7 separate regions of the Mus musculus genome follow, and all the other regions are linked to region 3. Evidence: chromatin contacts called from public HiCAR-type and promoter capture Hi-C data. All regions are on one chromosome and are shown on one strand. The core of a region is the stretch at or near the end of the contact, and the rest is flanking DNA. Distances in the headings are between cores, read along the strand shown.

Region 1 (2,864 bases), core at 230-2,729, 700 kb after region 3:
AGCATAAGGAGTAGATAATATAATCTCATTTATAAAAATAATTGACAAGATAATCTTATAAATGATTGATTCTAGAGAGACATACGTAATTTTAGCCTTGTCCAATTTTCTAATTATAATTTTGTAAAAGGACCCGATAACATTCTGTACCAGGTTAAAGACTGTTTTTGAATTGATACCTTGCAAGTTACATCACAAATTCTTTTCCTATTTGCATTATTATTGTAAATATTATCATTATTATTATTACTGAAATGGTGTCTTGCTATGTAGCTCCAATTAGCTTAGAGCTCACAATTCAAAAGAGGCTGGCCTTGAACTTAAAGGTAATGTCTCTGATTTCTTGTCTGACTTCTTGTCACACGTCAATGTCGGATGCTCCTTTCTACTTCACGGCTCTCCTTTTTGCCGAAGATACTCCTAACAAAAGGCAGCTTTCTCCAGGAAGCTCTTCTAGGACGCTAACTCAGCTAGCTTCCCATGTATCTTTGTAAAACATTCTGAATTGCTTCTCCTTAAAAAGCATGCAGTGTGTAAATTGCGCATGCGTTGTTTCCTTGGTTAAAAATGTAAGCTCTCTGAGGACAGAGACATTGTATCTAATGCGACACAGAGAATGGCAAGCATTGGCTACATTCACGCCCTCGTTGAATGAACGAATGAGCTGCCTTTAAGTTGAAGTGTAAAATTAGTCTGATGAGATGAAAGTTTATTTTAAGTGACACCAAACTACAAAATTTCAGAAATACCAGGTTGCTTTCTTGGAAAGTGTATTTCATGAAATAAAATGGAAACACAGGAAGAAAAAATAAGCAATCGTCCAATAAACCAGACCCATCAAAGTGGACTCAGCATAGACAGAAATCCTGGGGAACCAGGAGTGATGACTGATGATGGGACCGCATTTATTCTTAGCCTGGGCTTTTAGGGCTGGAAACGGAGAGAAGTTAAGTCTTCTGCAATCCTTGCTCTTAAACCTACAACCGAATCGGAATTCCACCGAGTGTGGCAAGCAGCGATAAAGAAGGCGCACCATTGTTAGGAAATATCTCGGTGAGGAAGTGAGTAAGAGGGATGGAAGGATGTGGGAAGGTCTGGGTGGTCAGGGAAGCCTTTCCGGTTTAAGCTGAGACCTGGACGATGACTCGAGGACCTGGCCGTGTGGACGAACTGTAAAGTTCATGAGCCCGGATTTGTGCGCCCAGAGAAAGAGACTCAAGGGCACCTTGGCCGGACTTTGCGTGTGATGACCCCTGGTGTGATGGCTATCCGCTTTGGGACCATTCCTCGGGCCGGGCGATCATGTCCTGTATTCTATTCCATCAGAGTGGGGTCAGATCGCAAAGATCAGCTCCTTCCCACCGCAGGATTCCCGGGATGCTGAGCCGGTTCGTGCGGACGCGGAAACAGGCCCAGGCTCGCCCGCCGCCGACTCCGCCCACCGCGGTCACGTGACGAGGGGTGTGACGTAGGAGGAAGGAGACGCCATTAGAGGGAGGAGAGGCAGCTCTCCCCTAGCCTCGGGTCCCTGACGTGGTGGCCGGGGCCCTTCATTCTGGGACTTTCTCTCGGCCCTCGCAGGCCTCGCCCGCGGAAGGACGCGGCGAGCACCGGGCTCGGCGGGGCGTGAAAGAGCCGGGCCCGGGAGGAGCGGGCGCCCCGGCGGCGGCGGTGCGGGGTTCGGCGCGGCGCTGGGCTCGGGCGGCGGGGTAGCGGCGGCGGGATGGCTGCGGCCGGCGGCGGGGCGGCGGCGGCGGCGGGCCGAGCCTACTCCTTCAAGGTGGTGCTGCTCGGGGAAGGCTGCGTGGGGAAGACGTCGCTGGTGCTGCGCTACTGCGAGAACAAGTTCAACGACAAGCACATCACCACCCTGCAGGTGCAGACCCCGGGGAGCCGGGCTGGGGACCCGCGCCCGCTCCTCTGCCTCTGGCCTGTCAAACCCCCTTCCCTGCCTTCCCATTGCCTTTTGCAATCGCTTTGGGGACCCGCGGGCCTCAGCACACGGTAGATGTCAAGACCCACAGTGGGGAGGGAGAGGACCCGGAAAAGTCCCCAGTTGCCGGTGGAGGCTGCGCAGGTCGGGGAGTCCCCCGGTCTGCGTGCTGGTTTTCCCCTCTGATGGGCTTCGGCTGGGGACACCAGGTGTTTTCACTCTGTGGTCTCCGAGACCATCAGCCCTTCTTCTTTCTTCGCCAAGTAGGAACTCGGATACGGATTAGAATTTGCGAACGAGGTGGTTTGTAACTTCCAGAGCGTACTGATGACTAAGTGTTTATGCAAGTTCCATTTTGTCCTGCTTTCAAAGTAAATGGAGTGGTAAAACACCCGTCGTTGGAGGGTTTTTTTGTTTTTGTTTTAAACGACTGTTTGCTGCTTGTCGGTTACCCCGTTTCTTTGCAGCCTTCTTGTGTCCGGACGTGTGGCTTCCTTATTCTTTGGGGTTTGATCTTATCCGCGTTGAAACATCGTGTTGCGTAGTGGCCAGCAATCGGTCTTCAAACTAAAAAAAAAAAATCTAGGCACTGCTGCTACACGTTTTCTTTACTGTCAGGCCATAAAACGCTGGCTTTCTTCTACAGTTCCATTGGAAGTGTGGAAGTGTTACAATGTAATTGAAAGTGAAACCAGGCCATTGAAGGATCTGCGATCTCCCTGGTCTCCTTAAAAAAAAAAATCAGTTTGCATGTGTTCGAAGGAATTTATCTATTAACATGTCTTGATCAGACTGTCCAGAGGCTAAAAAAGCTAGTGATCTTGAGTTTGGGCGTCTGGATCCATATCCTACCCCCATTTATTTCCATAGCCCCGTGATCTTAGGTAAATTGCTTAACCGTGCATCCCTGGGTTTCTACTGCTACTGTACT
Region 2 (2,846 bases), core at 10-2,509, 680 kb after region 3:
AAGCCGCACGATCCTAGACTACAGTTTTAAACCCTATGCCTGCCACTCCAGCTTTCTGGCCCTGTTTACTTAGCTTCTCTGTGGCTGGGACTGTTCATCCATATAAACTAGGGCTATGAATAGCACCTATCTCTTAAAGGAGGAAGCACGTTAATAGTGTCTTCTTTAATGTAAGCCACCGGTAAGTTAGTATTTGTTAGCATTTAGCAACTAAGTCTATGAAACCTCGAAATGCTCCTGCTCTTTTTATATTGATTATTCTTGCTCTGGGAAAGGAAGATGGCCTGGCCTCTTCGGTCTTTGGTTGCCCCCTCCCTCTAGCCATAGATGAGGAAACACATCTGCAAGGGAGTATGATCTTGGGAGAAACATGGACCATGGACAGACCCTCATTTCATAATAAGAACAAAGAGATTCAGATGAGCCAAGGCAGTGCAGTTTCACAACCTTGCAAAGTCAGGCATCGTTCTAGAATGGAGGTGCACTGATGGAGGACAGGTTATACACACTAACCCAAGCCCCTTGGTCCCTTTCCTCCTTGGCTTAGTAATCAGGGGAGTGCCATTCACTCTACACAGCATGCGGGGCTTCTCTTTTCTGCTGTCGTTTACACTTGTCATTTTTTGCCTGAGCTCCACGTCTTGTTTCATGAGCCACAAGTCCAGTTAGTGGTGAGCATAAATATCTGTGCATGGGTATGGGACAAAGGAACACTGGAATCCTGTCGATGGCCACATCCTCATCAAAGAAGGACTCGTCCTTCCCCAGACACTGAGCAGTCCTGATGGCACCCTTGGCACTGTTGGCTGGTTCTGAGTTAACTCTCCAGCCCCTGCCTGCAGAAGCATTACTCTGTTAATATCAGCAGACAGCAATTGGACTCAGCACTCCAAGTCCAGCCTGGGCTCAGATGTGCAGAGACTAAAAGAAGGGTGTAAGGATGACGAGAGAAACAGAGATGCTACAGGTCGCAGAGGCATGGCAAGCCTGGGCTTGGGGATGGTGAACTACCTTTGTTCTCCTTCCTTGAGGAGTCTGCCAGCTGGAGAGGAGATGTAATGTCACCTTGGAGTGATGTGCACAGATTTCTCAGCTCAGCCACTCTCTAAAGAGAGCATGAGTTAAAGACCCCACTCCTGCCTCTGCTGTTGGCATCAGCTCCAGGATCCCAGTTACAAGAATTCCAGAATCTCTGTGGAATCCCAGCCGGGTCTGAATAAGGACTTCAGTTCGGTTGCTTTGGTTTGGTTTCGGGCTTTGGTATGTGCGTGGGCTGGCTGGGCACAAAATCGTGATACATTGTCCCAGTTCCCAAGCTGGCCTGGAGCTCTTGATCTTCCTGCCAATACTTCCCAAGTAGCTAAGACTGTCAGGACTTACCACCATGCCACGCCATGTCTATGTCTCGTTTTGCTTTGTGTGTGTGTGTGTGTGTGTGTGTGTGTGTGTGTGGTCAGACTGGTTTTTTTTTTTTTCTTTTGCATAGCAAATCCTGGCGGTTTTCCACGTATCAGGCCACTGGGACCTTAGGTAGATTAGCCTCTGTGCTGTATGTTTATCTGAGGCATAAAGTGTACGTTTTCGCTTTGCTGTTGTGTCGGAGGCTCAAATTTCCCTCCATGTGTCTGTTTCTATCTTCCCTACCACTTTGCCATCTTCCTAAAGTAGGAATTAAAGCACAAAATCTAAGGCTTGCAGGTCCTTTTAGCCATAGTCTTCTGTTGTTAGGCAGAGGCCCGGTGATCTGGTTGCAAGCTATGAGAGAGGTGTCCTGTGAGTCTATAATTAGGTCTCGGGCTTAGAGTGAAACACGGTTGGGTATTTCCACACCGAAATGGCTAGAGGGTAGCTGAGCCTGGGTAATTCCCTTTCTTCTGGTCAGGTAAAATTTGGTAAAACACTAAGTGCTTAAGCATTAGGAAAAGAATTTCTTTTGAGGAAAACAAAAGTTTCAGAGCCTGTTCTCAAAAGTCCCATAGAGGGGCTTTTCTCTGTCCTCACAGAGAATGTGTGATATGGGTGCTGAAGGTGAATTTTGAGGAAATGTAGGTGTTTTCTTAATCATGGGCCCTCTCAAGAGGGTAATTCTACACTGAGGCTCAGAATGGGTCAGTTACAGTGACTTCTGCCCAGAGTTTCTCCCTGAAAACTATAATTCTATCACGTCTCTTTCCAATTTTCCGGGCAGTAATTTGTTCCATGACATCAGCTTTTGGACAGATCTAAAAAAAAGAGTCTTCAGTTTAAACTTTTGCTTTGTGTGGTTTGGGTTGGGATGGGTTTGTCTGTTTGAGACAGGATCTCATGTAATTCGGTCTGATCTCAGACTACTTATGTAGCATGGGGGTGACCCTGAACTCTGATCCAGTTCCCAAATTCTGGGATTACAGGCATGTGCCACATGCGCAGATAAATTTTCAGTGTGTCTGGCTTTATCCTCGTTCCAAGGATGGAAGTGATGACTTCTAAGTCACATGTCAGACAGGGAGTCATCAGGGTGGTTTTAATGCTGATGTTACCATTTATGAACTTTGTGGTAGTGTGAGCCTCAGGGTTGGTGTGAGTCAGACTCTTAGTCTAGCGTAGGAACCAGGGTGGAGGCGGCTGTGTTTCTTTGGTGAGGACCTGGGCATGTTACAAACCGTAGTGTAACCTAGAGCAGGCATGAGCAACCCTTCTCAGGAAAGTTAACCCGAACCTGTGCTTCCTTGGTCCTTTGCCACTTGAAAGCTAACTCAGTTCAGTTTCTAATATCTTCTGTGCTCGGCCATTTCCTGTTACTAATAGCACAACAACACACTGGCTGGATTCTAAGCAAGAGGAGTTTATTTGGCTCATGCTTCTAT
Region 3 (2,700 bases), core at 164-2,663:
GGTGTACTTAGAGAAATGAATGCGTGTGAAAGAAACTCAAAGAAAAGGTCTGTGCTTGCTACAGGATCACTGCATGGACAACTGCGGTCTCGGCAGGGTTCCTGAAATCTCTCTGCCATGTTTTATTTTGGTTCCCGTGTGTGAAAATCACCTAGGGTGCAGTCCAGTGAGCCTGTCCACAGGGTTAGAGGAGCCAGGTGACACCGAATATAAAATTCCTAGGCACTTTATCAGCTGTGCATCCCTAGAACTACACAGTGATTCTTGTGTCCAATCTATTTTTATGTGTTTACACTCTCGCTGCCTCCCATCCAATCTATCCTGGGGACACAGTGATAAAAAACCCCCAGGCTTGTCAGCGTGGTTGGGTTTTTCTTTACTGACTGCGGATACTGACCGTGGTGCTGAAATAGAGAGGAGCCTCCGGTTTGAAACCTTTCCTTCCTCTTATTGGTTCAGAAAACCCGAATGACAAGAGCAGGGGCCAAAGCAGCCTAGAGCAGCATGATGAATAAACCGAGCATTTGGCTCTTAGGGGCGGAGATGCAGACCGTCAGGTTACAGACAGGGCATCCCCGTGAGCGCTCGCTACACTGGGAGATCTTATGGATGTAGCCGCTGCAGTAGGAAGGGCTTCATCCAGCAGGGTGTCTCATCTCTTTTTCCCTGTAAAATGTGCAACCAAGCGCAAAGCCTAGAAGCACAAGCAGGAAAGCTCAATGGAGGGGGGACCAAATCTATATTCACATTAAAAACTGTTCACTCTTCGCCATGCAAGATAAAGAAGGGAGAGCTGAATTTAGCCTAAGTTTTCAGCCCTAGCCTTCCAACAGGTGCACTCTCTCACCCCTCAGACATTATCCCAAATCTTTCTCTGCCAGGCAAGCTTTCCCTGGAGTCCTCTAGCGTGTGCTGTTTCCCATCTTCTCCTTAGCTTCAGCTCTGAACCCCGCAAGCCCTTACCTGCAGCATGAAGATTAAGAAGCAGGCACAGCGCAGGGAAGCCGACCGCTCTCCTCATAGTGTGTGCATTGAGGGTCAGAGGAGAAACTCCGCCGCAACCCCACTCTAGGCTAAGTGCTATTTGAGAGAACCACTGCCAAGAGTCCTTTGATCCCGGGCATCCGATGACAGGGTCCTCCGCTGGGGTACACAGAGCAGTCTGTGGCGTGCCTACAGAACCGAGCACCTGCTTCCTCTCCGCAAGGGATGGGGAGATACGAGAGTAGGATGCTGCGGGAGATGGGGACTCGAGGCTGATGGGGGCAAGACGCTCAGAAGAGGTGAGAGTTTGGCCTTCTGGAAGCCCGCAGCCGGTGGTGACAGTGGGGTGGACTCTAGTGCCAGCCTCCGAGCCAGGCAGCGCCTCTGCTGCCTGTGCAGCTAGCAGCAGCCGAGACACACCGAGGCACTGAGCATGCCCAGCTCCGGCCCTGGCTAGGGAGTTTCAAATCGAAATTCCACCTCTCCGGGTCTTAGCTGAGACTGCGAGGGGAACAAGCTCCACGAGGAGGAGGAGGGGGAGGAGGGGCTGGAGGCTAGCTTTAGGGACCTCCTAAATCTGAGGTCCTAGAGTTCCTCCTAAATCTGGGCGGGGGGAGGAGTTGAGTGGGGAGGGAAGAGGCGGGGCCAGGACCACAGAAACCCAAGGAGGGAAGTGGAGGGGGCCACTCATCTGGTTCCTTCCTCACATTTTTGAATCACGCGTGGACTCAGCTCACTGTGGCAACTAAATGCTTGCAGGCTGACCAGTTTCCCAGTATGTCCCCACCCTAGTGAAGCATAGGCAAGCAGCGAGTTCTGGCCTGGTTGGGCAAATGTTCCCACTTACAGCCTGCTGTGTTTAAGCAAACGGGATATTCCGAGAGCGCCCCCTTCTTGCCAATGAGCTCACCCCAGGCTTCTTTCTTCCAATCTTTGTACTTCCACTAAATTCAAGCCTCAAGTCTTTGACTGGAGTGCTTGAAAACAGGGAGGTCATACTTACAGGGTAGGGAAGTACACCCGTGTAATACGAAGGAAAGGAACGGTCTTTGGTGTTTTATGGAAATAATTACCTAAGATTTTATCATTAATTTAAAAAATAATGTATTGGGGTATTTTGCTTGCATGCCTGTCTGTCCACCACGCCTGTGTGTCATTGCCCTCAGAGGTCAAATGAGGTTGTTAAAAGGCTAGGATTGGATTTATGGATGGTTGCGAACTGCCACGCGGTCGCAGGAATAAGACCCGGGTCTTCTGGGAAAGTAAGGAGAGCTTTTCACAGCTGAGCCACTCAAGCCTTATCAACTTAACTCGACTTCTCCGCTCCAATCCTGTACCTTTAACGAGGCTCGCACAGTGTGCAAATATATGCACTTTTAGTTCCTTTACCTAAGTTGGTAGGATGAAGATCCTTACCATTCTAGTGACTAATTACTCTAAGGCCAAATGTCCCTCAGCCAAGCTCCCTTCAAGACTGTTCATCTTCTGCTTCTATTCGCAGGTTTCCCTTCTGCCTCTTCGGCAATGGACCTCACTCAGACCACTGCCCACCCAGTTGCTTACAAAGGTCTAAATTTGTTTTTTTCTTAAGAAGCTTTGGGCTAACCTGACATTATAATGTCCTTCCTCTTCCCCGCTTTTTGAACACCGCCACACACACACACACACACACACACACACACACACACATATATATATATATATATATATATATAT
Region 4 (2,700 bases), core at 157-2,656, 830 kb after region 3:
GTATAGCTCTATAGTCTGTGATCCGTTGAGTCCACTTTTCTTCACACCCTTCTCCTTATTTGGAGTACTTGGGGAGATTGTACAGTGTAATGGTAGAGAAAGCCAAAATTGCCTGAATTAAAATCCTACTTTGAACATTCTTTATTTGTGTGAGCACGTGAACCTTTGTTAATTTACCTACAGCTTTTGTGCCTTAGTATACATACACACATATATACACACACATGCATACACACACACACACACACACACACACACACACACACACACACACACAATCAGTAACTCTTTGTGAGTGTTGTTATGATGACTGTTCTGACATACAAACATGCATAGAAAGTGTCCAGAATTAGCATTGTCAACCATCATTTTTCATAATTACTTCGGTTCATTTATTAACACTTGCTTTTCCTATTAGCTGCTCAGTGCTGGTTTTCAGAGGACAAGTAAGCTGGATGATTATTTCCAGAGTTGGATCAAACAAAAATCCTAAACCCTCAAGTCTCCAGAAACAATTAAAATCCAACCAATGTTAACATATACAGTCTTGCTTTGAAGAACCTTCATTCTGCTTTCTACATAATCAAACTGTATAGGTCCCAGATTTTGGTTAGTTCTTCAGTTAAACATGTGCTCTTGCTTAAGAATTTTCCATTCTTCAAAGGATTGTCAAGCTTTCCTGTGGCTTTCTAAAGTTGGAAAAGTACAAATATAATCTTGTCTATGCCTGTCAAATTGCTGGGTCTGATCAGGTCATAGATGGAGAGCAATAAAATTGTATCAGAAGAGTATCAAAGGAATGATGGGCCTATGGGCATTTCATTTCCATATATTTCTTACTTAATGAAGAACATTCTAGAAGGTTAGCATCTGAGCTAAGTTCAAGCCTCGAATTTCAAAAGCCTGAATATCCTTCTACATGGAAACACCATGGGTTTTGGAAGCAGACTTCTTATGAAAGCCGTCACACACACACACACACACACACACACACACACACACACACACACACAGGTAAAATTTGCATAATGTAACGTCATGCCAGCAGAAAAGCCTTTCTTAAGTTATTTTTTTACTTTTATAAAATACAAAGCACTTAAATTCATAGTTACTTAAAGACGGAGGGTAACCTTCCAATAGCAGACTTGAGATTCAAAATTAGACGACGGCTGTTTTGTTGCAAGAAAAAAAAATAATAACCCTGATGTATTGTTCCCCTCCATCTCTTCCCAAAGAGCTACTCGACCTACGAAACAAACAAATCTCATCAGGAGCACAGATAACCCCAAGCTTCAGACGTGTAATCTGACTGTGGCCATCAGCAACCAGAAATGAGTTTTTTCTAATCAGCTTTCCATCAGTCCTCAGTCACTCATATAAAGGAACACGGGGAGGGGAGGAAGCGCACTGCTCTTCAGCACCAGGGTTCTGGACAGCGCCCCGAGCAGGCAGCTGCCACTGCAGTTCCTCCTTCATCTCTGCCAAGGCCGCCCCTCTGGTCCCCCCTGCTGCTGAGAAAGAAAATTACATCGGGAGCCATGCAGCCCGCAATGATGATGTTTTCCAGTAAATACTGGGCCAGGAGAGGGTTGTCCTTGGATTCTGCTGTGCCAGAAGATCATCAGCTACTTGGCAGCTTAACAGTGAGTATCGAGTATCTGGCAGTCTCCGGTGTTCTCTAGGGCATCAATGGTCTTAACCTCACCATATGGACACCTGCTGTAGAGTAAGCATGAAGTTCAACTCCCTTTTCCTCAGTCGTCTTGTCTTACTGCCTCCTTTCTGTCTGCCTCAGCTCTCCACAAAGTACAAGCAGCTGGGCGAGTTGCTGGGAGATAAACTCTCCTCAAATAGAAAGTGAAGTTCCCTATCGTGAAGAATGAAAGATTATGTGAACCAATGTGCTAAATTCACTCCTCCTTCAAAGTATAGAACTTGAAAGGCTGATAAGGAAGATTTGGGAGAAAGAATTAAATACATCTCTCTGGTTTCTACAAGGCAATATTGTCTCCTATGCCCTACAGAGCTAATATGTGTATTCTTGAGATTAAGTGCAGGTTTTGGAATAAAAGAGGAACCAGGGCCCTTCAAAGGTTTCCCTGCATGCCACATTACTCTCCCTTTAAAGCTTAATTGATGGAAGAGTTAAGGAAGCATTCTGTTTGCTTCAATATTTACAAGATGTGTGTGTGTGTGTGTGTGTGTGTGTGTGTGTGTGTTTAAAATACTAACATTAAAGAATGGTATTTGAAGAGTTACAGTTCTTGCAAAGGTTTAGGTCTTAATTTGACCAACAGTTATGAGCTTTAATAAACACAGTGGTTTGATTTGCTAACATGCAATAAAATACACATCCAAGGTTCTGTCATTAAAATTTTAAGGGATGCTTCACCGTTGTCCTTCCTGTTTATCAACCAATTGCAAATTCAGCTCGTCAGAGAAAAATTGGGTTAATGCCATAGCTCCAAGTATGTCCATTCTATTTATTACCCACAAACGCTGAAAAACAGTCACAGCAACTTTCTTAGCACTATTTAAGTCGATTTGCGAAAATGAGGCCAAAATGTAAAATAGCTTTTCTAATACTCAAGTATCATGAATATTTGTATGAGGTGTTACATTGAGGAATTCCGAAGCTGTAATAAACGGCAAGAAGAAAACCACGAAGCCCTTCAGTTATGGTTAATGTATGACACTTTC
Region 5 (2,700 bases), core at 15-2,514, 710 kb before region 3:
TCTTTCACTGTCCTGTGGGCACCTTTGAGTCAGGCCCACTTGAGAAGGCAGCTGTTCCAATCAGGGTGTGGATCTTTCCACAAACACTTGTCATCTCCCGATTGCTTGGAGACAGAGGCAGAATGAGATGAAACAGGGAGGGGGAAGGGCACGTGGACGGGAGACTGAAAAAGCTGTTAAATGGAGAGAGGACACTAAGGGAACGAATTTTCTTTAGCTGTGTTCACAGGAGTTTCTCACGTGATACATTCGTGTCTCCCCCCCACTCTCTCTGTAGCACTGGGCTAGTTATGTGCACTGTGGCACTTCACACCCGAAAAGCCTTTTGTGTAGGTATTGTAATCTCTGTCTTTCATAGATCCAGAAAGCCATCTGTTTATTAAATTCTAATTCACACACTCCTCCAGAGAAGTTCCCCCCTACCTTGCCCCCCCCTTCTCTCTCTCTCTCTCTCTCTCTCGAATGGAACCATGGAATCCAGGGACTTAGATGTGTGAGCCAAGCTCTCTACCACAGAGAGATATTCCTATTCTTTTCACCTTTTGATTTTACAGATTTTTGGGCTTATTTTGAGACAATGTTGCTAGGTCACCTAGGCTGACCCCGAAACTCACTCTGTAGCCCAGGCAGATCTGGCACTTTCAATCCCCCTGCCTCAGCCTTCCAAGTAGCTAAGATTACAAGTCCCCACATCTGATGGAGAGCTGGCTCAGCGGTTAAGATCACTGTCTGCTCTTCCAGAGGTTCTTAGTTCAATTCCCAGCAACCAAGTGGTGGCTCACAACCATCTGTAATGGGATCTGATGCCCTCTTCTGCTCTTCTGATATGCAGGTCTACATTCAGTTAAAGCACTCATTAAAAAAAAAATTAAAGGAAAAAAAAAACGTACAATCAAGACTATCAGGCCTGGCTTGGGGTGGGAGTGGGGTGGGGTGTCCCCCTTTCTAAGAATACATAGAATTATACTCTATTTGAGACCAAGCTGCGAGGCTTCTCCTTAGGATGCAAATTTTGGGAGAGGGATGGTCTAGTTTTGGCTCCAGAGCAGACAGGTTCATCCCACCTTCGGGCAGCTGGAGCTGCTGAGCAGAAAGACAGACAATCTGGTCTAAAGAGTCCTTCACAGTGTGTGTGGGAGCTCGCCATTACAAGCAAAGAGAAGGCAAAACAAGGAGCAGAAGGCACAACTGGGTCTGAGATATAGACAGCTGTTGGACCAGGCTGCAGACATCCTGTGTACACAGACCTGGACCTCTACAGCGCAGGCGCGGAGCCAACCGCCTCATCCCACCACCCCCCCCCCCCCCGCACCCCCCTATCCCCACCCCCCACCCCCGCCTCCTAGCTTGGTCTACCTAACTCTTCAAGTCCTGCTCTGGCAATTCCTTCCCGTTCCTCCTCCCTCTCCAGTTTCTGTCACAGAGCCAGCCTGAAAACAGGTATGAGGTGGTGGGTCAGGTTCCATGAAGGAGTTGTATTTATTAGGCCACCCGCAGGGTAAGGGACAGCCTGAAGAGGGAAGCCCAGCTAAAGCAGGTTCCCACAGGAGTAAGGCGCAGGCTCACCTTGAACAACACACTACCTTCAAGGCCAATTAGATGGGAGGGGGTCTCCTGTAGCACCAACCTCCCGTGGAAAAGGCTTCCCTTTCCCTATGGAGGCCACGGGTTCATTCTGAGGGCTCCACTAGTCAGTGTGAAAGACAGAAAGGATCTTTATGAACTACAAACAGAAACGTGCATCACCGGGCTTAAGTCAAAAAAAGAAAAAGAGAGAATCTAGACATTTCTTACAGAGAACACAATTACAACATCTCTTTCTGATGATGAAAGTATCGCTTTGTTCAGTTTGAAAATAACTAAAATAAATAAATATACAATACTCTTATAATTCTTATTCTGGGCAAACAACATCTTTGGGTAACTTCCTTTTCCCCTTAAACTGAAGGAAGCAGCAGTGTGATTGGCCGCTGAACCGTCTGCTAGTCTTACTACTTTGTGTCTAACATCTCTTCTTTCAAGCTGAAGTTGTTTCCTGATTTTTCTTCTCCCACCTACAGCAGCCACAGGTCGCTTTTCCCTCCCAACGGGTCCGGCTGGCTGTGTGTTCTCATCTGTTAGCTAGAAGGGGCGCGTTTGTCTTTCTAATACTCTCTCAGATCTTTTGGGGTGTGCGGAGTTTGTGCGCTTGGAGTTTTTGGCCCTTCTTGCCCTCAGCCTTCATTCCTAAGCTGCCGGCACTTTTCTGCAGCCTACAGTCCCCGTGTGAAGCTAGCCTTGAACTTATTCTCTTGGGTTGCCAGCCTATCATTTCCGCAAAGCTCACGGCAGGAGAATGCCCAGTACTTTCAGTATCTTTCACTGGAGGTGTAATCTGAACGAGCTGACTGAGAGCAGCCCTTGTTCAAGTGAGTGTTGGCATCCTCTTCTCCCCCGGCGCCCCACTCCCAAACCCCAGCAAGTCAGGCTTCACAAGGAGACGCAACAAGGACTGTGGAAAAATGGAGAGAGAAACTGAGCTGCAATCCCACAGTCCCAAACAGTTCATGAAGTGCGCGCTTGGAGAGAGAGAGCCACAAGGCCCCTGGGAGCCTTTGTTTTTCCGAAAGCAGGAAGGTGTCGGAATTCTAACTGAAAAGTCTAGCTGAGCTGGATGGGGGAGGGTAAACTGACTCACTGGAAGCCCTTGGTGGCAGAGGA
Region 6 (2,745 bases), core at 11-2,510, 630 kb after region 3:
TCAGGACGTAATAAAAGTAACAGTATTCCTCCAGATGTTTGAGTACTTCTTTTCCTTAATAATCTAAGTCGATTTCCTGTTAAATACGAAATCCCAGGGCTTGCAAAAAAGAAACAAACAAACAAATAGACAAACAAAACTTGGGCTGTTGGTGTCCTGTTTAAAAACCCAGACTGTATTTCATTTCCCTAGCTGACCCGAATCCATGACACAGTCCTATCCAAAAGCAAAAGGCACCCATTCAGTCAAACAGCCTACGAAAATAGCGGTGGAGTGCGGCCCGTGACAACCGCCGACGAACGGGGGAGAGAAATGAGTGGTTCTGAAAAGTTAAAAAACTCCGGGACCTAGCCATGACGCCAAAGGGAGCTCCGGCGACACACCCAGGGCGGACCGCCACGTTAAGGATACAGCTCTTGCGGGGTGGAGAGGGTTCTCGCCAGCTCTGGCTGCTGCCGAATCCGGATCCCGCTCCTCCTGATCCTCCTCCTCCAGGAGGTCTGCACCCCGGCTTGCCTCCTCGCTCCCCCACTCCTCGCCCCCGACTCCAGCGACTCCCACCCCGGTAAGGCCTGCTGCCTCGAAAGCGGAAACGGTCCAGGGCGATGTGGCTCCGCTCCCAGAAGGACGGCCGGGGGCTGCTTTCCGACAGGGACCCCGACGGCATCCGCCCTGGGGGCGGGTGAGTCCGGAACGGTTCTTTGGGTCGGTAGCTGCTGGGTCCCCTGAGCTGGCCCCGCTCGGCCGGGTGCCGTGAGCGTGAGAAATTCCTCAGCTGCTGCTGGGAGGACGACGAGGAGGACGAGGAGCCGCCGCCGCCTCCCCCGGATCCACCGCCCCGGGCCGGGGGAGGAGGCCGCCGCCGCGGGTACGGTAACAGCCCGCCGCCGCTGCTGCTGCTGCTGCTGCTCCGGCTCCGGCTGTTGTCGTCGTCGCTGATCTCCCCGTCTTCGAGCTCCCCTTCTTCCTTCGGCGAGAGGCCGCTAGAGGCCGGGGTCGAAGGATCGGCGGCGGCCGCCATCCGGAGTGCAGCGCTGGCCACACGACCTGAAGCCCTCCGGCCGGGGACCGCCCGACCGCCGCCTGCCTTCCCCTTCCTCCTCCGCCCTCTGTCCTAACGGACCCGGCGGGCGCGGCCTTTCCCGTGCTCGGACGCCCGGCAGGTTCTGCTCCCCAACTTCCCCGCACCCCAGATCGCTCTCTCTCGCTCGTCGGACCGTCGCTCGCCAGTTCCCTCTCCTAGCGCCCCCTTGCTGCTCTTCCGCCTCGCGAGAAAGCCTCTGTAGAAGGAGGCCGGGTCCCGAGCGTCATTTCCTGCGGCACGCCGGAAGGCGACCCTCCGAGTCTTGCGAGACAGGAAGCGCCCACCCCCATGTCCGCCGCGGTGCTGGCTGGGATTTGTAGTCTCCTCTTGCTCCAGGCTTCGCCCTTGTGTCCCTGCAGTCTTAACTGTCCCCTAGCATCCCGTCCGAGGTGGCAGGCGGGGAAGGAAGGGGTTAGTGTCTGGGTTGCGGACATGCTCTTTCAGCCGCAGACCTGAGTTTCAGAGTCATTAGTCGGTGGGGAAGACATCTGCCATCTTCTCATTCATTGCTAGGGGGCCCCCGTCTGAGACGCTGGACCTAGTCTCTTTGGGACCCCGGGAGGTAGGGGAGGGCGGGGAGCGGGTGTGGCCGCCATGTTGGTGAAGGCGACTGTCTGCGCCCGGAGCTCCGGCACGTTGGCTCTGCAGGCCTAAGCCCGCCATATTAATAAAGAGACAGGAGAGTGGGCCCTCCCTCCCACCCCGGTACTGTGCACGCCCCTCTGCCCTCCCCGCGCTCTGCACCGAGCTGGCGGCGCGGGGTCGCCTGCCTCGTTTGTCTAGCGTTTGACAGAAGCTTGCTTAGCGGGCAGCGCCTCCGAAGTGGCGTAAGGTGGCGCCGAATGAGGGGCCCGGGGAAATGCCGACCAATTGCGCCGCGGCGGGCTGTGCTGCTACCTACAACAAGCACATTAACATCAGCTTCCACAGGTAAACCTGGGAGGGGAGCGGGGTGACGGAAACGGGAGCCTAGGCAGTCTTGAGTCTCGGTCGTGTCAGAAGAACAAGGTCCTCTGACTTTGGTCACTTGCCCAGCTGCGAAGAGCAAGGGGAGCCTCGCTCTTGTCCTTTGTGTGTGGGTCCGCACATCTGGAAACATTTGCTCCTTTTCCGAGGAAAGTTTACCAAATTTGAAAAAAAAAAAAGAAAGAAAGGAAGAAAAGAAAAAGAAACCCGAGTTACTATGCCTTGCATTAAAAAGTGATGAGTATACCTTTATTTTCTACTCTTTTATTTTTTATATCTTAGACCATGCCTTAAGAAGAATGACGCCATAAGGGTTCAAACCAACAAATCACTTTAGAAGCCTGCTGAGTTCGAGTTAAGATTAGGCAATTTTCACTACTGGAATTGACGTGGGAAACATTTCTAATAGTCACACATGGTAACTGAGTCAATCTAATTAAGCAATGTTTATCAAAGAGCAAATAGAAACTCTCTCTTGAACAGAATCACGCACTCACACACAGGTTGAACGTACAGTCATGTCTTTAATTCTGTTAAGTCAAACTCCAAAGCATGTGAACACCGACTTGAATATAATAGGCGGCACTCAGTAAATGGTCACCTTTCCTTCTAGAACTGCCAACTGCCTGAAGAAAAGAAATACTGAAAACTAAACTGAAAACAGTTCTGATTTTATATGCTGTACCATTATACCT
Region 7 (2,700 bases), core at 13-2,512, 660 kb after region 3:
TTTAGAAGGAAGGAGCCAGGTGTGAAAGTGATGTCTAATTGAGGGCCAGACAAAGTAACAAAGATCGAAAGATTTGACAGAATGAGTCAGAGACAGAATGCATCTTACAAGGACAGCACAGGAAAGAGAAGCTATTTTAAGAGCCCCAGTGCAGGGAGAGACAGCTAGTCAGAGGTGGGAGGCAGTGCCAGGAGTGCGGTGCAGTTGCAGTTGAGTTCGGGTTGTGGTTTTTGTTTGTTTCAAGTCTATGAAGTTCATTGCAGGTGAGCAGAGTCAACTAAAGCCAGAGAACAAGAAGGAGCCAGGTGATTAGAACAAAATGCCAGAGTTGTTTGAGGCTAGGCAGAACAATTCAATGGGAACTTGAGAGAAGCCAGATTGAATCAGGCAGCTTGGTGAGGAGTTTGAGCCAGAACAGCTAGGTTGAACCAGACAGCCAGAGTTCTAGAAAGAACTATAAAGGGTGAGCTTATTCAACAGTGAGCCCTACAAGAGGACAATACATCAGACGAATAAGTTACTTTTACAGATAGAGTGGATGGGGACAGACACTTCCACAATGTGTGTTAGAACAGTAATTATACAAAAGCTCAACCGTGGGAACTATATTTATGTTTACATACCGCAGTACCAGTTGAGTCTGGCCCAGGTTAAGAGCCAAGCCATTGTTTTAAGCTACTTTCTAAGTAATTTCGCTTCTAACGATAAACTCCTACGTCGTCCACACCCTATCGCCTGGTATGAATGCTTCATAAGTTACAACCCATTACTGGCTCTAAATTCACTCGCAGTTCATTATTCCATCAATGGCAGGTTTTAGTGACCCACACCACCCTTACTGGTGACATTTTTTTTTTCAAGTCTAGGCTGTCCACAAATCCCAAGACCTAATTTGTCCTAACGTCTATTTTGGAGGTGCTTTAGAAACAGCACTCCGACCCGCAAAGAGACACTAAGCAAACTCAAGCCGGGTTTCCGCCTCGACGAGTCACGTGAGCGGAGCAGGGCTGCTGCGCATGCGTACACGGAGGGAGTCGCGGAGAGACCAGAGCGACTCCCGGGGCAGCGGGGTGGGGACGTAAAGGCGCTCGCCCGCGCTGTTCCCAGCCTTGGTTCGCTTGCCCGGGCAGCGTACGGCAGAGGTGGAGCTGGGGCAGACTTGGAGCAGGGGCCCAGGGGGCGGAGCGCGCCGTGCGGGGGCGGAGCTCGGGGGGGGGGTCCGAGGGCGGGGAGGGGCGGGGCTCCGCGGTGCTGGCCGCTCATTGGCCACCGGTCGTTTGTGCTCCTTCCGGGTCCCTCTAGGTGGGAGCTGCCGGCCTCCCTGCTGGCCTGGCGGGTCCTCTGTGCATCCTCCCTGCACCTTCTTTTTCCAAGGGCGGCGTTAACCTCCCCGGGTCGAGCCGGAGCGCTGCGCCTGCAGCAGTGACTAGACGTTTTGGATTTACGATTCTATTTTGTCGTTCGGTTGGTGGAAGATGTTGGTATTTCTCTATGCCTCTAAAGGAGTATTGTTGCAAGAAACTTGAATGACTTGGTTCATCTGAAATGCTATCTATTCCCCCCCCTCAGGTGCTCGTAGCTCTATTTTCCATGACAGATAGTGACGACACTACGTGCAAAAGGTATATAAAGATGATTACCAATATAGTAATACTGAGCCTGATCATTTGCATTTCCCTAGCGTTCTGGATTATGTCAATGACTGCTAGCACCTATTATGGTAAGTAAAAGTGTTTTAAGTTTTGCTAGAAGTTAATGGGTGGAATTTTAAACTACGACTTCAAAATCCAAAAAATATGTAAATGGTTAAGAACAGTTATGTTCACTGCCGAAACCTGAATCTGGTTTGCTACGGTGATAAGATAAACAATGTCTAGAGAACTTTACAGCCTTCCATGATGTTTCTTGTGCTGATATTTAATGATACCTATCACAAAACGCATGTCTCAAATAATTACTTCTGTTTACCTTAGTTGGGGGGGGGGGAGACATAAAAGGTAGTTTTGTGAAACAATTTGGGGGATGCTTATCTTTTTAAGATTTGCCATGGTGTAGCGGTTTCATAATCCCGTGAGAATAACAAAGGAGGTACAGTCTTTTCATTTGCAAGTTGAAGAATTTGTCACTTCACACAAATAGATAGGTCTCGTGCAGACACTGTCCTCTTGCTCGTCCGGTTTGATCATCACCGTACCCTGCAGCCACTTGGTCTTTCCATTGGCTTCTTGGTACATCTTTGCTCTCATGAAGCCAAATCTTGCTGTCTTAGCTCCTACTACTGCTCCTGCTACTGAATTCTTCCTGATCCCTGTCTCAGCCTCCAGAGTATTGGGATTACAACCTCCAACCATCGTATATGACTTTACAGGACACTTCAACATAAGACAAGACTTTACGGACTTTTCTCCCTTAGTATATATTAATTGTACAAGCTGATGGATTTCATTTTGGCATTAATATATTCGGATTATATACCTTGGTCCTGTGATGGTTCTAAAGGATTATTTTGGATTTGGCTCTTAGAGTGGGGGGGGGGGTTAAATCCAGGGTTTTGCATATACTGTGCACCCATGCATGTGTTCAGAGGCTGCTCCATATCCAACTCTTGTTTGTTGCCTGTTTGGGTTGTTTTGTTTTAAGACAAGGCCCCAGCTTGTAGCCCTGGGTGATCTCAAATTCAAATCCTCTGGTCTCAGGCTC

The links. Promoter capture Hi-C pulls out the DNA fragments that hold promoters and counts their contacts. HiCAR-type assays count read pairs that join an accessible place to other places.
Region 1: a HiCAR-type map of astrocytes shows a contact between it and region 3, with 4 times the contacts expected there. The contact joins the promoter of Rab21 here to the promoter of Ptprr in region 3. A contact is called at or near these places in 10 of 39 promoter capture datasets (the 3T3-L1 cell line, 3T3-L1-derived adipocytes, the SN4741 cell line and 6 more), 2 of 484 Hi-C or Micro-C datasets (the N1E-115 cell line and embryonic stem cells) and 7 of 115 datasets of contacts at active chromatin or transcription factors (astrocytes, differentiating embryonic stem cells, embryonic forebrain and 4 more).
Region 2: a HiCAR-type map of astrocytes shows a contact between it and region 3, with 2.6 times the contacts expected there. The contact joins the enhancer-like site here to the promoter of Ptprr in region 3. A contact is called at or near these places in 10 of 39 promoter capture datasets (the 3T3-L1 cell line, 3T3-L1-derived adipocytes, cranial neural crest and 6 more) and 2 of 115 datasets of contacts at active chromatin or transcription factors (astrocytes and forebrain).
Region 4: a promoter capture Hi-C map of embryonic stem cells shows a contact between it and region 3, with 3 times the contacts expected there. The contact joins the promoter of Tph2 here to the promoter of Ptprr in region 3. A contact is called at or near these places in 10 of 39 promoter capture datasets (the 3T3-L1 cell line, cranial neural crest, embryonic stem cells and 4 more) and 1 of 115 datasets of contacts at active chromatin or transcription factors (microglia).
Region 5: a contact with region 3 is called in a promoter capture Hi-C map of liver, with 2.4 times the contacts expected there. The contact joins the promoter of 4930579P08Rik here to the promoter of Ptprr in region 3. A contact is called at or near these places in 3 of 39 promoter capture datasets (the 3T3-L1 cell line, hippocampal neurons and liver).
Region 6: a contact with region 3 is called in a HiCAR-type map of astrocytes, with 2.3 times the contacts expected there. The contact joins the promoter of Zfc3h1 here to the promoter of Ptprr in region 3. A contact is called at or near these places in 6 of 39 promoter capture datasets (the 3T3-L1 cell line, cranial neural crest, frontonasal cranial neural crest and 2 more) and 6 of 115 datasets of contacts at active chromatin or transcription factors (astrocytes, craniofacial prominence, embryonic forebrain and 3 more).
Region 7: a contact with region 3 is called in a promoter capture Hi-C map of second pharyngeal arch cranial neural crest. The contact joins the promoter of Tmem19 here to the promoter of Ptprr in region 3. A contact is called at or near these places in 5 of 39 promoter capture datasets (the 3T3-L1 cell line, cranial neural crest, hippocampal neurons and 2 more).

The regions. Positions count from the first base shown.
Region 1 is chr10:115,314,206-115,317,069 of GRCm38.p6, reverse strand. Rab21 (RAB21, member RAS oncogene family) reads left to right here and starts at 1,479. Exons shown (of 7, transcript NM_024454.1): 1 at 1,479-1,876. The coding sequence starts at 1,724.
Region 2 is chr10:115,332,239-115,335,084 of GRCm38.p6, reverse strand. No RefSeq gene overlaps it. Among named protein-coding and RNA genes, the nearest start is that of Rab21, 18 kb to the right of the region's middle. Within about 2 kb of position 1,259, at least 119 of the 459 cell types and tissues checked have an H3K27ac peak or open chromatin away from gene starts, as enhancers often do. A contact at or near this core is called in astrocytes, where this site is marked.
Region 3 is chr10:116,017,076-116,019,775 of GRCm38.p6, reverse strand. Ptprr (protein tyrosine phosphatase, receptor type, R) reads right to left here and starts at 1,413. Exons shown (of 14, transcript NM_011217.2): 1 at 964-1,413. The coding sequence starts at 1,021.
Region 4 is chr10:115,183,728-115,186,427 of GRCm38.p6, reverse strand. It overlaps Tph2 (tryptophan hydroxylase 2), which reads left to right and starts at 1,406. Exons shown (of 11, transcript NM_173391.3): 1 at 1,406-1,643. The coding sequence starts at 1,539.
Region 5 is chr10:116,727,817-116,730,516 of GRCm38.p6, reverse strand. It overlaps 4930579P08Rik (RIKEN cDNA 4930579P08 gene), which reads right to left and starts at 1,264. Exons shown (of 3, transcript NR_131036.1): 1 at 1,065-1,264. It overlaps 1700030O20Rik (RIKEN cDNA 1700030O20 gene), which reads left to right and starts at 1,340. Exons shown (of 3, transcript NR_045345.1): 1 at 1,340-1,440.
Region 6 is chr10:115,383,474-115,386,218 of GRCm38.p6, reverse strand. Zfc3h1 (zinc finger, C3H1-type containing) reads right to left here and starts at 1,260. Exons shown (of 35, transcript NM_001033261.2): 1 at 412-1,260. The coding sequence starts at 1,021. It overlaps Thap2 (THAP domain containing, apoptosis associated protein 2), which reads left to right and starts at 1,784. Exons shown (of 3, transcript NM_025780.4): 1 at 1,784-2,014. The coding sequence starts at 1,944.
Region 7 is chr10:115,360,829-115,363,528 of GRCm38.p6, reverse strand. Tmem19 (transmembrane protein 19) reads left to right here and starts at 1,262. Exons shown (of 7, transcript NM_133683.4): 1 at 1,262-1,477; 2 at 1,570-1,720. The coding sequence starts at 1,591.